Regions from separate parts of the Mus musculus genome. Here region 1 is linked to region 2. Evidence: chromatin contacts called from public Hi-C data. All regions are on one chromosome and are shown on one strand. The core of a region is the stretch at or near the end of the contact, and the rest is flanking DNA. Distances in the headings are between cores, read along the strand shown.

Region 1 (7,556 bases), core at 3,216-5,715, 190 kb after region 2:
TCTTCACAATGACATATTCTTGCCCCATCCAGATGTCAGGACTAAATGATACTGAAGAAACGAACCATCAGTCAGGGGCTGGGTTGGAGAGACAGATGACTCAGCAGTTAGGAGCACTGGCTGCTCTTGCGGAGGACCCGGGCTTGACTCCCAGAGCCCACAAGGCAGCTCACAACCATCTGTGAGTGCAGTTCCAGGGGATTCGGCATCCTCTCCAACCATCTGTGGGCACCAGGCATGTGTATGCTGCACAGACATACACGCAGGTAAGCATCCATACACACAAAAACTAAAACAGCAACGAAAAGCTTGTCTAGGTCATCCAAGGACTGTAATATGCAGACCAACTGAAACCAAGAACACAGCGACTGAGCTGAAGAAGTAGAAATCTCCAGCATAAAGTGAATGGGGAGGAAAGAGATGCTCAGGATGTCTGTCACCTTGAAAATGGGTGGAGCTTAAAGGATAAATGTGTTCCTAACAACCAGTCAGGAGCACCATGGTAGCATGCAGACAGGGTCAGGGGTTTCTGCTACACCCCAGCCCACTTCCAGAAAGGGCCACTAAGAGTCCAGCACTGATACACTGTGGGGCCGGGGGTGGGTTGGGGTGGGGGGGTGCGTGCAGGGGCCAGCTGGAGAGGGACCCAGTTTTCTGCTTCAGACCTAGCAGTTTTACAGAAGGAAGTCAATGGAGAGCACTGCAGTGCCTCTCGCACAGAAAGGGCGGGTGTTGGTTTTTATTAAACGTTTGCTATGCATAGCATAGCAAGTATATACGCAGATACGCAGAGCATAGCAACCACAGTATGTATTCACACACAATGAAATGCTTATCTCAATTGTGTATAATTTGATTCTCTTTTAAAATGAGGGAACAATGATCATTTAAAAAAGGAATCTGTCAGATGGAGACGGGTGTTGAGAAATCTTCCCACTGTTACGGGGTTTTGTTGCCAAAAACGTAGAGTCTCTTATTAAGACTCTTAATACGGCAACTTACGTTTGAAGCAATTTTCCTATTTGTTGAAAAGAAGAAGAAGAAAAAAAAGAAAAAAAAAAACCTCTAAAGGAAGAGGCTTGGTGGATTTTGCACTGTTAATACAAAACTTCGACCTTCCAATTAATGTGAGGGGGGCAGAGGAACATCAAGGAAAACTTGAAAGTTAAACAAAAAATTCCTGCATAATTAGTGGGCACGGTTTGCAATGAAGCTCATTAAAAAGTTGATCTCACCCTGAAGCGAGCAAGAAAACAGCTTTCCAGAGTTGGGCAAAGATGGGGGGTGGGTGGGAGAGCGGGGAGGAGAAGGTGTGGAGAAGATGGCTGATGGGTAGGGGCCTGGGGCCACACAGGGGAATACAGGGCATATTCTAAAGCCCACACATATAACTACAGGCGACAACGGCTGACTGCCAGAGAGGATTCCTGGTGTTCCTGACCCAAAGAAATACTTAAAGATGATGCTTTCAGGACATAGACTTGTAGCCAGTGAGTTCTGTCTGGACCTCTACACTGTCGTAAAGTAACTCTGAGAGCAGTAGCAACCACTGAGATTAAGCGCTGGAATACACAAAATCAGTGTCCCCAAATTGCTACACCCACAGATGAAACACATTTAACCCCATGGCTCTTTAACACAGTCTATTCACCATTTTTGTAAAGATTTTGTGCTGATAAGGTTTTCAGTGTTCACGAGTCTAAGTGTTAAAATTTCTACATTGTGTTCTTAGAATTATATACAAATGCTGTCAGTTACAAACGTCCTACAAGCCATCAATAGATTAGCAGGGGTGTGGGGTGGGGTGTGGGTAGATGTTTGTGTGTGTTGGTTGGGTGGTTCTGTGAGTCAAGCCAGGGCCTTGCACGTAGAGGCTTTAGCCAGCACTGGGCTGCATCCCTGGCTCTCTGTTTTTCAACAAGGTCTCGCTATGCAATGCTGCCTTTTTTATTGGAACTCCCTATATAGCTGGAGCAGGCCTTGAACCCATGGTCCTCTGCCCAGCTCCTGAGTGCTGACATTGGGAGAACACACCAGCACAAACCTGGCTGCAGCTCACATTTTTTTTTTTCCTGGTTGGAAGCAATGTCAAAGCTGGGGTGGACTATTCTAGGTTAGGGAAGAGGGCTGGCAGTATCCAGCCCCATAGTTAAGGGGAGGGGGACTGACGGCCATGGCTGGGAGAAAGGAGAAAGTGATTTCTACAAACACTTCTACTAATACTGCTCTCCGTAGTCCTTAAAAACTGTGGGTTCCTTTTGTAAAATTATCACATCGGAAAATTACAAAGAGAGTAAAGTTATTCTTGTTTTAGTTTCAACTAAGTCTAAGGGCTGATTCTTTTTGTTTTTTATTTGTTTGTTTTTGTTTTGTTTTTTGTTTTTAAATTAACCTCTCAGTCTAGTCTCACTAAAACATTAAGAGAGCCCTTTGTGGCACAAACTAGTGAGTCTCTGCAAAGCTGAGTTACTCTGAAAGGCACCCAAAAGATGTATCTGCTAAATAAATTCTAAAACAAAAATAGTTATTAAAGGTCGGGGTTCTGGGGTGCATCCTGTGGTTGGCAGATGCACACTGCATGCTTCCCTCCCAGGAACTGTATGGAAATAGTGCAGCTCTCTGTTGTTCTCAGGCTCCTTTCTGAGCTGTGTCTAGATGCTCCAGCAAGCCCCTTTCTGTTGCTACGATGGATGCTGCAGCTCTTTCCCAAGCCCCTGTGGCTTATGACAGTGTCCAATCAGCTGTCGGCAGGCAGGCTTCCTTGGCCCTCCGCTGCAATGACCTTACTTACACCGTACCATTAACTGGTTTAATCAGAGCTAAACAGAAAGCTGGTCTCAAAACCCCACTGCTAGGCAATGGGGGAACCTGCTGAACTTAAATCTCCAGTGGAGACTATTTCTGAAATACAGATGAGAACAATTATTGTGACTTCACAATAAATTATTGATTTGGTTGAGAGTTATAGCTTATAAAAAGTTTCGGGGAAAGTTGAGAATTGCAATCTGAAAGTCACCAATCTAAAGCTCTGGAGAATAGACTTGATGCTCTCTCTAGATTGTGGACCACTTTGGATTTCAAGAGTTTTCGACTGGGTGTGCTCAATCGGTAAAATCTGTGTAAACGCCCCCCAAATGCAAAGAACTCCAAAGAACTCCACAGTCTGCATCACCTTTGGATAAGGGGGGACACAACCTACTCAGGGAAAACTAAGCGAACCCATCAGAAATCATTTCTCATTTCTTTACAAGGCAGGGTCTCAGGCACCCTGGCCGCAAACTTGTTTGTAGCTCAGGATGATCCTCCTGCCTCCTCTACCTTCTGAGCCCTGGGATCATAGGCCTGTTTTTCTTGTAGTACTACAGAATTCAATCAGAGCTTCACACGTGGCAGGCAAGCGCTATACCAACTGTGCTGTGGCTCCAGCCCCTGCCTGCTGAATTAAAATGAGCGTCTTTTCTGGTATACCTGAATGCATGATGAAGAATATAACTCCAGTGTGCATGACGGGTAACTAGTTTAGGGTACATGTGTGAATAGGCTGCCTCCACTGAGTGTGAGAGGCAGTGACCGCTCCCCTTCAAAGGCACATTTTGCAAGTCCTTTGCTGGTATCTGCTTGGAAAATCAGAGAGGGAAGCCAATTCTCACCGTGAAATCAGACTAATTTATTATCCTCAATCCGGAGCTAGCTTAGACTTCAAGCTCTGTTAGCTTAAACCAAGCTAAAATACGTTATCCACATCTATCCAGGGAGAATAAGTTAAGATTGGGGGGAAGGCTTTTAAAGGCTAACAGACTTCATGAGAGGGTTCTTACGACTTCGTAGAAAACAAACCGCTCTTAAAAAACAACTTTGATGAGTTAAATGCAAAATGAATGGGAAACATATGGGTTATATTTCCCTTAAGATGCGCGAGGGTTTAAACACTCGAGGGAATGTGTTTGCAAAGTGTGTCTAAGGAGTGTTACAAAATAGATTTCAAAATGCTTGAAAAATAGCCTGCGGTAGCTAACCAACCTCAGATGGGTCATGATAGTTCAGCCGCCCCTAACTGCATATTAATCGCAAGCACTGCTGTCCGAGATTTATATTATGGAAGGGAAGTCATATTGTGGTTAGTGATTTGTTTAAGAAATTACTGAAGAAGTGCTAACTAAAAGACATCTGGAGTAGTCGGCGTGAAACTGGGCTGTGGAGTAGAACCTCAATGGTGCCCAGTAGCTGAGGACAGACATACATGCAGCCAGGAGAATGGGGCTGAGACCCCGAGCGTGCAACTCTTGGAGAGCTGGACCACTTATGGGAGGCTCTAGATGCATTTCTCTGAAGCGTTCAGGATGCTTAGTTCATCCCAGAAAGCCTTGCGCTGAAAAACAAGACCTGTGCACACGCCCTCTACAGCAGGGGCAGCGGCAGCAGGGTTTACATCTCATGACACTGGAGCGCCTGACTGCCCACCCCCATCGCTAACATAAAAAGCAACAGGATGTGCTATGACACTCTCTAAAAATGTCCTGGTAAACATGCCCTGCCCGGAAGGGAAGGTGAGTGGTTAAAAACCTCAGAAGGCAGAGCAAATCTGGCGAGTAACTTTTGTGTATGCTTAGCTTTGCTCGGAGTAATCTGGGGTCTAACCGGTGCTGGGCTAGATTATGATCCTGCATAAACCAGGTCACTCTACAGCCTGCCTCCTCTCCTGCAGAAGGCCGAGTAGGAGTCCAAAGACAATAAATGTATCTCAATTATACTTGGCACCGCAAATGTTATCTTCAGTTCTTGCAGGCCAGTGTCTTGTATTTCTTAACTATTGACAACTTGAATTAATCAGCTCCGCACCCCGAATCCGGCAACTAGAGACCACTACCCCCAGCCTACTGACAGAGCACAGTCAAAACAAAGGTCTAGTAAATACACTGTGTAAGATTACTTTCATCTATAACATTTATAACAGACATACAAAACATAGACTTTGGTCCTAGACTCAAGATATATACAACTATTCCCAAGTCCCAAAGTGGCCAGACTCTTAAGCACTTCCGGTCGCCAGCATGTTGAATAAGGAATACTCAGGCTGTGCATATAATAAACATTTTCCTCTCTGACTTGCTGACTTGCTTTCGCTGCGCAGTGAGATACGCACATGTGTTTGGTTCCTAGATAAGAAGATCATTGAAAATCGCCAGTCAACTCTTCACCTCAAAGACAGCTGTTTGGACAAACATCATTGACTCCTGATTTTCAGCTCTGGGTAATGGCGAGTTGGGAGAGGTAAGGTTAGGAAAGAGGCCATACAGGGGACAAAAATTGCTTCCTTTCCCACCGGTTTGTGGGGCAGAAGGAGAACCAGCCAGGTGGGACAGGGAAACCCCATTCCTCTGTTTGTTAGGAAGGAGGTAGAAGATGGGGGGGGGGGCAGAAGGACCCTGCAACACTCACAGCATTCTCAGTTTCTCGGGAGTGGGGGGATGCCCAGCAATGAACTCTGCTCTGCCCGGTCCAAGCCACAACTTCAAGCTGCACTGATCCTGGGCCCTCAACAAAGCAGAAAGGACTGGTGGACAGAGGGAGAGAACTTGGCCCATCCTGCCCTCTTCTAGTTTGGTGCCACTTTTACCCGTGTCTTTTCTCATCTACACTTCAGGAGGGTAAAACCGCACTTGCAGTCACAGGAAGTGAGAAAAGTGGGGCCACAGAACTGTTTCCAGGCTCCTTCCAAGCTGCAAATAACAATGGCCCAGCTGGGTGGCAATGTAGCTGTGTGCAAATCTCAGCTTCACGCCTGGTCTCCCAGAGCACTTCTGGGATTTACGTGCCTTAGTTTCTCTTTTGTGGTTTTAATAAGAAAACTCTGCCAAGAGCCACATAAGGGAGAACGGTTTATTCCAGCCTACAACTTAAAAGTCAGTCCATCGTGGTAGGGCAGTCATAGTAGTCGGGGGCTTCAAAGCATCTGGTCACGTGGCTGGTCACGTGGTATCCATAGTCAGGAAGCATGGAGGGACGCATGCGTGCTAGTGTCCCACTCACTTTAACACAGTCCCGCATCTCTGCACAGGGACTGGTCCAGTCCACAGTTAAGATATATCTTCCCACATCAATTGACATAATGAAGACGACTTCTCAGACATTCTCAGGCGCTAACATTAATCTAGATACTTCATGACGGGTGAGCCAGAAGCTTGTCTCCTAGGTGACTGTAGAGCCTGTCAGAATGACGATTAACACTAACCGACAGGCAGAATCACAGAGAAACCCGAGAAATGACCGCATACAATTCACACACCGAACCTCAACCCTCCCTGTCCCCAGATAGCTCGAACTCAGTCCCCCATCTCCACCCCAGATGATTCTCACAGCCTAGCAATCGTTTCACCAGGTAACTGCAGACTGGAAAAAGAAGAAAGGCCATTAAAGTCGTACATATTGGTAGGAATATTTGAAAAACAAATGCCAACAAAGTGGCTGGTGTCCATAATTCTGCTCCACAGGGAAAAGGAGAAATTAAACCCCTCACTTAGAACCCAGAGGAAGGGTGTCATACAGCGGGGCTCCAGTCACATCTCATTAGAAATTATGATGGCTTAGCAGCTAAGAGCCCTTGCTGTTCTTCCAGAGGTCCCAGTTTTCAGTTCCCAGCACCCACGTGATGGCTCACAACCATTTGTAACTCGGTTTCCAGGGGATCACACTCCCTCTTCAGACCTCCTCAGGTACTGTATGCATGCAACACACATACGTAAATGCTTGGAAAATGCTCGTGCACATAAGGAAGTTTAAAGATTAATGAGTATATGGAAAGATGCCCAGTATCAGCGGTCATTAGGGACAAGCAAATTAAAACAGCAATTACACACTTACCAAAATGGCGAGACCCGCACAACTACCCCCACCAAACACTGGCAAGGGTTCGGGGCAAGGGGAATACATAGTCCCAGCTAGTGCAATTGCAAGATGCCCTTGGCCAGGTAGGAAGACAGCATTGTAGTTTCTTATGAATGTAAAAACAATCCTACCATGCTCCAGGGACCATAATTGGAGGTACTTACTCTGAAGGAGTTGAAGAACTTAATGCATACCCAGAAACCGTGCAGGAACGTTGGAAACATGCAAGCATGGTTTACAGCCACTGTATTCGTAGTTGCTGTAATTGCCGAAGCTCGGTAGCAGCCGAGACACCTTTCAGAAGGTAGTGAATAAACAAAATGTGGTGGGGTATCCATACAGTGGAATAGCGTTTGATGGAGCCAAAGGCATACACAGAGAAAAGTGAGCGGTGTAATTGCCTCGTGGAGGATTCCCCGCAGTCTGAAAGGCTCCAACTAGACTGGAGACCTGGAAGGCAAAGCTACAGGGACAGAAGAGTTTGGTGGGAGGGCCCAGGAGGTGGGGGCAGGGCCTCGGAGGTGGAGGGAGGGCCTGGGAGGTGGGGGGAGGGCCCAGCAGGTGAGGGGAGGGCCTGGGAGGTGACAGGAAAGTGAGCAGCCCCAGGTGGCCCTCAGGATTTTCAGGGCAGTGAAATGATTGCCCATGAAATTTCTGGTAGGTACACACAT
Region 2 (6,891 bases), core at 317-2,816:
GAACACTTTATTAACCGCTCCTTCCCCGTGATGCAGTTCTGAATCCTCCCTGTAGCAGGGGGTCTTCGCTCGTGCCTGAAGATGTTTCTTTTCCCGGATTTTGGCACCACTTCTTGCACGCACCCGACTCACCAGCAAGAATGATGCTGAACAGGATCCTTCTGCACATGTTTATTGGGAGAGACTGATTGCAGAAGCGAAGAGAAACCCCAAGCCCAGAACTGGTGCTGCTTATAAAGACCTAGGAGAGGCGTGTCTCACACACGGATTGGTTATGCATGGGTTATGCTTACCACCTCATTTGCATATCTCACATCTGATTGGTTAACATGTCTCTTATCTGATTGGTTAACTTTTCTCTCATCTGATTGGTTAACTTGTCTCTCATCTGATTGGTTAACTCTCAAAACCTCATCTTGGCAAGAAACTTTACTGCCTATGTATGTGTGGTGGCCAGTGGTGGCCAGCACCACCCTGCAATGGCGCATGTGGCTTCCCACATGACACAAACAGCAGATGTCATAACCACAAGATGTACTTTTAGATATCATACTTCCCCTTGTAGTCACCAAGGAAAATTACCACTGCTCCCCACTGCCCTTCTGCGTAAGGGTTATTTCCCCTTTGATCTTTTTGTATAAAAACTACAAGCTTTGCTGAATACAACGAGGCCTTGACAAGATTCAGATTGGCTCCGTCTCTTTTCTGTGCTTGGCCTCCGTTTCTCTCTCACCCCACCCCCCATTTAGTTTTAGGAGCAGTCCCCTCGAGACCCACGAATAACTGGGCCTGCTGGACGGGTCAATTTTGGGTGCAAATTGTTTATCAGGTATGCGAATCACGAGTATTTTTCTTCCAGGATGTAGCTTTTTGTTTTATTCTCTGAACAGTCTCTTGCACAGCTAAAAATGTTTGATTTTAATGAGACCAACTCTACCCATTCTTTCATGGTTTGTGTTTTTCATCTCAAATAAAATCTACTGTATTTAAAGTTTAAATCTACTTATTTAAAGTTTATAACATGAAGATGGGACAGTATTGATGTCTGTGGCCCACATTACCACCAAGGGCCATGTGGATGTCCATGGTCTGTGCTGCAGCCTGAACCCACGTTGATGTCTATAGGCTGTGCTTCCACCATAGGCCATAATTATACGGGGGACCTTCGAGCTGCCCTCTGTGGCCATGGTAATGTCCGGGTCCTACTGGGTTCTACTGCAGCCAGGGACAGTCTGTGTCAATGTCCGTGACCTGTGTTGTCACTGAAGGCCATGTGGATGTCTGTGGGCTGTGCAGCTGTCATGGGCCATACTGATCTGAGTGGCCACCTGAGGGCCATGGTGAAGCCCACAGTCTGGGCTGCCTCCAAGGGTCTTGTAAGGGTCTGTGGTCCACTGTAATCAGGGGCTGTGTTTGTGGTCTGTGCTGTCACCAGAAACCACGCAGAGGCCCATGATGGTGCTCTAGCTGACTGAAGAGCAAGGAGGTTACTTTCGCTGTGATATCGATGACAGCAGATGCACAGCTGCAAGGAAGGGACATGGAAGGTTTCTGTGACAACCCCATCCTCCTCCTGCCCCCACCCCCAAAGTAACAGCTAGACAGGAAGCCACTGAAGAGAACTCTTATAACAGTGTGACAGAGATGCTGAAGTACTCTCCACAACGGATGGCTTCAGGCAGAGGTGTGGGGGGAGGACTCAGTTCTATTCAAGGGACAGACCACTGGGAGAGTGACCATGCCCCAGTCCAATGAGTATATAAATAACACAAATTGGACTTGTTTCTTTTTTAATTCTTATTTTTATTTTTACTTTTTTTGGCTGGGGGTGGGGTGGGGTGGGGTGAGGTCACAAGTCGGGTCAGACAATAAAAGATTGGGAAGTAAATGTGATCGGGGTACGTGATGTGAAACTCCCAGAGGATCAATAAAAATGTTATGTTCCAAATAAATAAATAAATAAATAAAGTTTGTAACATTCAAGGTCCTCTAGGTTTCCTCCTGTACAGTTGTCATAGTTACCTTCCGCTAGGAGAAAGGGAACCAAAATTGAGGTAACACACATTGATTGGCCTGTGGCCACCGGTTTTTGATCAATTATTGATACAGGACGGTCCAGACCCAGGTAGGTAGTGCCATTCCTGGGTAGGTGGGCCTGAGCTCTACTGGAAAAGCAGCTGAGAGAGTCAGAGGGACGGACTTACATTCAAGCCACAAGCCACGGTGTGGCCTTGGGGCTCACCCCTTTCTTCTCTCCTAAGAGGCGGAGCAGATAAGCATCTATCACTCATTGGCTCCCTGGGGAATCACATGTTAAATGAACCCACCCACCTTTCTGTGGTCTCACCGTTTCCCAGAATCCACTCTCTTCTTGCCAGTGTCCCACCCCCTACTTCCTGCCTCAGCTCATTGGCTATCTTTTTTAATTGACAAGTGATGTGTGTGAGACACTCTCTCTATACCTTTCTCTCTTATTCACCAGTCTATGGGCAGTTCACTCCCGTGAACCTTTGGAGGGTGAAGTGGAAACTTCCTTCTGTCCTTACTGTTCACAGGTCCACATGTTCCAGAACATTCCAATGTTTATGTTAAGCAGGTACAGTTCCCTGTAGCTCAATTGTCTCTAATAGCACTGTTTAAATATATATATATATATATCCATTCTTGTAACATTATCTTTTGTTTTCATGTGCCAGAGCCACACGTACTTAAAAATGTCACAAGCAATCAAAGAGGTAACAAGCAAGCCCGAGATTAAATCTTTCCCCACACAGCTCTGGAAATGCTTTACAAACACAAAATGCCAAATCCGACATGGGTAGACTCTCCTTCATTTTTGTTTCTGTTGAGAGCAATAATTAGCTTGACATTTCTGATGGTAATCTGCTAACAAGTACGAAACTTATTAAGTCTTCAAGCGTGTGTGGCATTTTGACCCAGCCCAAGGATACTGCCTATTTTAGCATCAAGAAAGAACTTCAAGAATATTGAGTGCACTTAGTATTGTACTTATTTGAAAAAAAAAATTAAAGTTAAAATGACCTACACGGTGGTGACTAATGCTTGTGGCGTGGCCTCCTGAGGTCCAACCGTGGTCCAAAACTCTTAGAAATAATAAGTTTTACATTGTCTTAGTTGGCCTTCTATTGCTGTAAAGAGACTCCATGACTATGACTCTTATACAAGAGGGCATTGAACTGGGGCTGGTTGATAGTTTCAGGCTGGTTTGTAGCCAATTGTCATGGCAGGGAGCAAGGCAGCGCACAGGCAGATATGGTGTTGGAGAAGTTGAGAGTTCTGCATGTGCCCACAGGCAGCAGAAGAGAGAGAACCTCTGCGCCTGGCTTGGGGTTCTGAAACCTCAAAGCCCATCCCTCATGACTCACTTCCTCCAACAAGGCCATAGCTCCTACTTCTTTCAAATGGTGTCACCCCTGGGGCCCTCCCCCCAAGCATCTAAGTCTGTGGGCCTACGGGGGCCATTCTTATTCAAACCATCAGAACATTGCATGCCATTCTGACAACATGGTGGAGTCAGACTGCCTGTCCCATTCTTTCTGGGGCACACACCATCTCTGTGCCCAGTACATGTATAAGCTCTCTGCCACAAGTCACACAATAGCTGTCCATGCTACCAGTGGATGGTCAGGGCACCTTAGCGTATCCACTCAAGTAATGCTTATTTTATTGATGGCTCCAAAGCCCAGGCACGGCAATGGTGATGGTTTGCATGTGTCACAGTAACAGCACACAGTGTTTTAAGTCAAAAAGTAGGGCTGGAGAGATGGCTCAGTGGTTAAGAGCACTGACTGCTCTTCTGAAGATCCTGAGTTCAAATCCCAGCATCCACATGGTGGCTCACAACCATCCGTAATGAGATCTAACACCTTCTTTTGGTGCATCTGAAGACAGCTACAGTGTACTTACATATAATACATAAATCTTAAAAAAAAAAAAGTAAGTAGAAAAGTGATTGGTTTGGGCTTAATTAACACACTGACATGGCTTAGATCTGTAGTATGTTAATATCTCACTGAGCTTAAAGTATCAACTTTATTACAGGCATGTATGATGTGGTGGCTCATCATGATTGTTAACTTGATTGGACTGAGAAGTACTTAGATTATTGAAGTATGCCTCTGGGTGTGTCTGTGTGGGTGAGTTCAGAGAGAATTAAGGGGCAGGGGAGACCTGAATGTGGGCAGCACTCAACCATAGGCCAGGGGCTCAACTGCAATGAAGGGGAAACCAGGAAGGAGTCAACTAGTGTAGACCTCTCTCTGCTCTTGGCAACCATGATGGGAGTGGCTCTCCATCATCCCCTGCCACTCGCACCCCCACCCCCATCACAGTGAACTGATACCTCCCAAACTCTGGTCCAAAATAAATTCTTCCTTGGTCTGAAGAGATAGCCCAGTGGTTAGGAACACTGGCTGCTCTTGTACAGGACCTGGTGGCAGCTCACCGCTGTCTACAACTCAGCCCCAGGGGATCTGGTGCCCTCTGCTGGTCTTCATGGGCACCTCACACACACGGTACAGACATGCGTGCAGGTGATCTACACTAAAAATAAAAATTTTCTGAAGTTGTTTTGTTCAGATATCACACACAAACATACACACACATGAGAAAGAAGACAGACAGAGACAGAGAGGGAGAAAGAGGGACCGGGAGAGAGATAGAGAAAGGAGAAAGAGTGAGACGGAGAGAGGGATAGGGAAAAAGAGAGGAAAAGGAGAGAGAGGGACAAAGACACAGAGAGAGAGACAGAGGGAAAGAGAGAGAGATGGAGAGAGGAGAAGGAAAGAGAAATGGAGAAACAGAGAAACAGAGAAACAGAGAGAGGGAGGAGAGGGAAAGGGAAAGGAGAAGGAGGTGAGAGGGAAAGGGGGAGAGAGAGTATATGGTGTTAGTACTGTCTCTGCAGGCCCCTCAGAGCCTTGGAAGGCCCAAGGGAGTTGAAGGCAGAAAGGACCAGAATTTCTGACATGCCCCTGTGGTGTGGGGGGTGGGAGGGATGCTGTGCACATAAGCAAAGGCCGCTGGGCTTTCCCAGTTCTGCACTCTCCGTGGGAGCAGAGCTGGGGACACTGTGACCACAAACAACTGAACACGCATTGATGTGGATGGCCAATGTCTCCCTGTCTACCAGAGGTCTAAACACCCTCTGTCAGATGGGCGTGGTGGTCAATGCCTATAACCCCAGCACTTGGAGGAGCACAAGCCAGGGGCTAGCCTGAGCCACATAACAAGGCTCCATCTGAGAATAAACACAAATACACAATGTGATATGATATCGCACTGCCTCCTGTTTCTCCTGTCCCCACTGGTTCTCAGAGCTAGCCTTTTCTGTAGTGTTTGTTGCAGAAGTTATTTGGAGAGCCCTCTGGAGGGAAAATGCTAGTGAAATTTTAATTAATGGGAAAGACAGTAAATAAAGAAAAAAGATTCTGCAGAGAGCTCGGTAAGTGGGAACTGAAGCCATGCTCCTGGTAACTAGGATTCGATAGCCTCGTAACTGATAAGCAATGAAAAGACACTCCCTGAGCCTGAATTTTGTGCCCTCCCAAGTTGAGCCGTTCAAATGGAGAAGGAAGTTCTCTCTTGGTTGGGAGACATCAAAGCTCCATCCTTCATGGCTGGTCCTGCTGCCTGGATGTGGTGGATGTCGCTGGAGGTGGGCATGGGAAGAGGGGTTGGGAGTGATCTTCTTGCAGGACCAAGAGGTACCGAGACCAAGGACTCCGGCAGCATGTTTTCCCACTACCCAGAGACATGGTTGGGATGCCAGCCCAAGCCAGCAGATAGAACACAGAGCTGACCTGGGAAGGAAGAAGCCACAACACTCACACTGGAATTCTGGGTCAGGAAGCTAAAGCTTGAAATATTACACAGAAGATTTGCTAATTGTGGAAGGGGCCACCAGGTTTCTGTCTGGATCTCCATTAGAACCTAATTAGCAGGCAATGGGTCAAGTGCAGAGCTGTGGCTGGCCTGCTAAAAACGAAAATGTAAACAACCTTTACAGAAACCAGGAATCCGGACCAGGTCCAACATGAAGTAAGGGAGTGAGTAGGTCAAGCTAGCTTCTGTTTGGCTGGCGAGGGAGGAAGTCCTCAGAGCCATTTGCAAAGCATTTGGCATTCTCTTCCGGAGCTGAGCGTTTGCTTTCCGTATGTTTCGACAGCTCCAAGAATACACCCCGGAGAAAACTCTTGCACATGTGCCCAGGAAATAACGTGGTGTGATGTTTGTAATAACACTTTTAGCGAGAGCAGAAAGCTATAAACAAACAGCTCAATGCCCATAAACTAATGAATACATAAATAGAAAATGGGAGCTGACTTAGCAATAAACTACAGAAGCATCCACGGTGTGGACGAACCTCAAAGACATTACTCTGAGTGACAGGAGCCAGGCATAAAAATGGAAGACACTTTGATTCTGTGCTCGAGAATACTCTGTACAGGGGAATCTATACAGAGTGGGTAGTTGCTGGAGGCTGGAAAGAATGGGGAGGAGTAGGGGGGAGGGTCAGTGTTAATGGGTATTTAAGGTTTCTTCTTGGGTTGATACAAATTAATACAAATACCTGTTACCATGGTTCCCCAGTCTGTGAGTATACTACAAAACACTGAATGACACACTGTATACAAGTAGGTAACTTGTATGCAGTGTAGGTAACTTGTATGCAGTGCATGTGACCATTAGTGTTGCCAGCTTGATGTAATTTAGACTCACCTGGAGATAGATGGGCTTCCGGGCATGCCTGTGGGGGAATCATCTTGATAACATTAATCGATGTGGGAAATCCTTCTCATTGTGAATGGCACCGTTCTGACGAGGGTCCTGGACTGTATAGATGGAGAGAGACAGCCAAGCATCAGCTAG

What was found. A called contact is a pair of places that touch in the nucleus more often than the background predicts.
Region 1: a Hi-C map of natural killer cells shows a contact between it and region 2, with 7 times the contacts expected there. The contact joins two enhancer-like sites. A contact is called at or near these places in 2 of 484 Hi-C or Micro-C datasets (large pre-B cells and natural killer cells), 1 of 115 datasets of contacts at active chromatin or transcription factors (memory CD8 T cells) and 1 of 9 other capture datasets (pancreatic islet).

What each region holds. Positions count from the first base shown.
Region 1 is chr5:148,862,281-148,869,836 of GRCm38.p6, forward strand. No RefSeq gene overlaps it. Among named protein-coding and RNA genes, the nearest start is that of Gm36405, 57 kb to the left of the region's middle. Within about 2 kb of position 4,466, at least 64 of the 459 cell types and tissues checked have an H3K27ac peak or open chromatin away from gene starts, as enhancers often do. A contact at or near this core is called in memory CD8 T cells and natural killer cells, where this site is marked.
Region 2 is chr5:148,678,240-148,685,130 of GRCm38.p6, forward strand. No RefSeq gene overlaps it. Among named protein-coding and RNA genes, the nearest start is that of Gm36140, 48 kb to the left of the region's middle. Within about 2 kb of position 1,567, at least 50 of the 459 cell types and tissues checked have an H3K27ac peak or open chromatin away from gene starts, as enhancers often do. A contact at or near this core is called in memory CD8 T cells and natural killer cells, where this site is marked.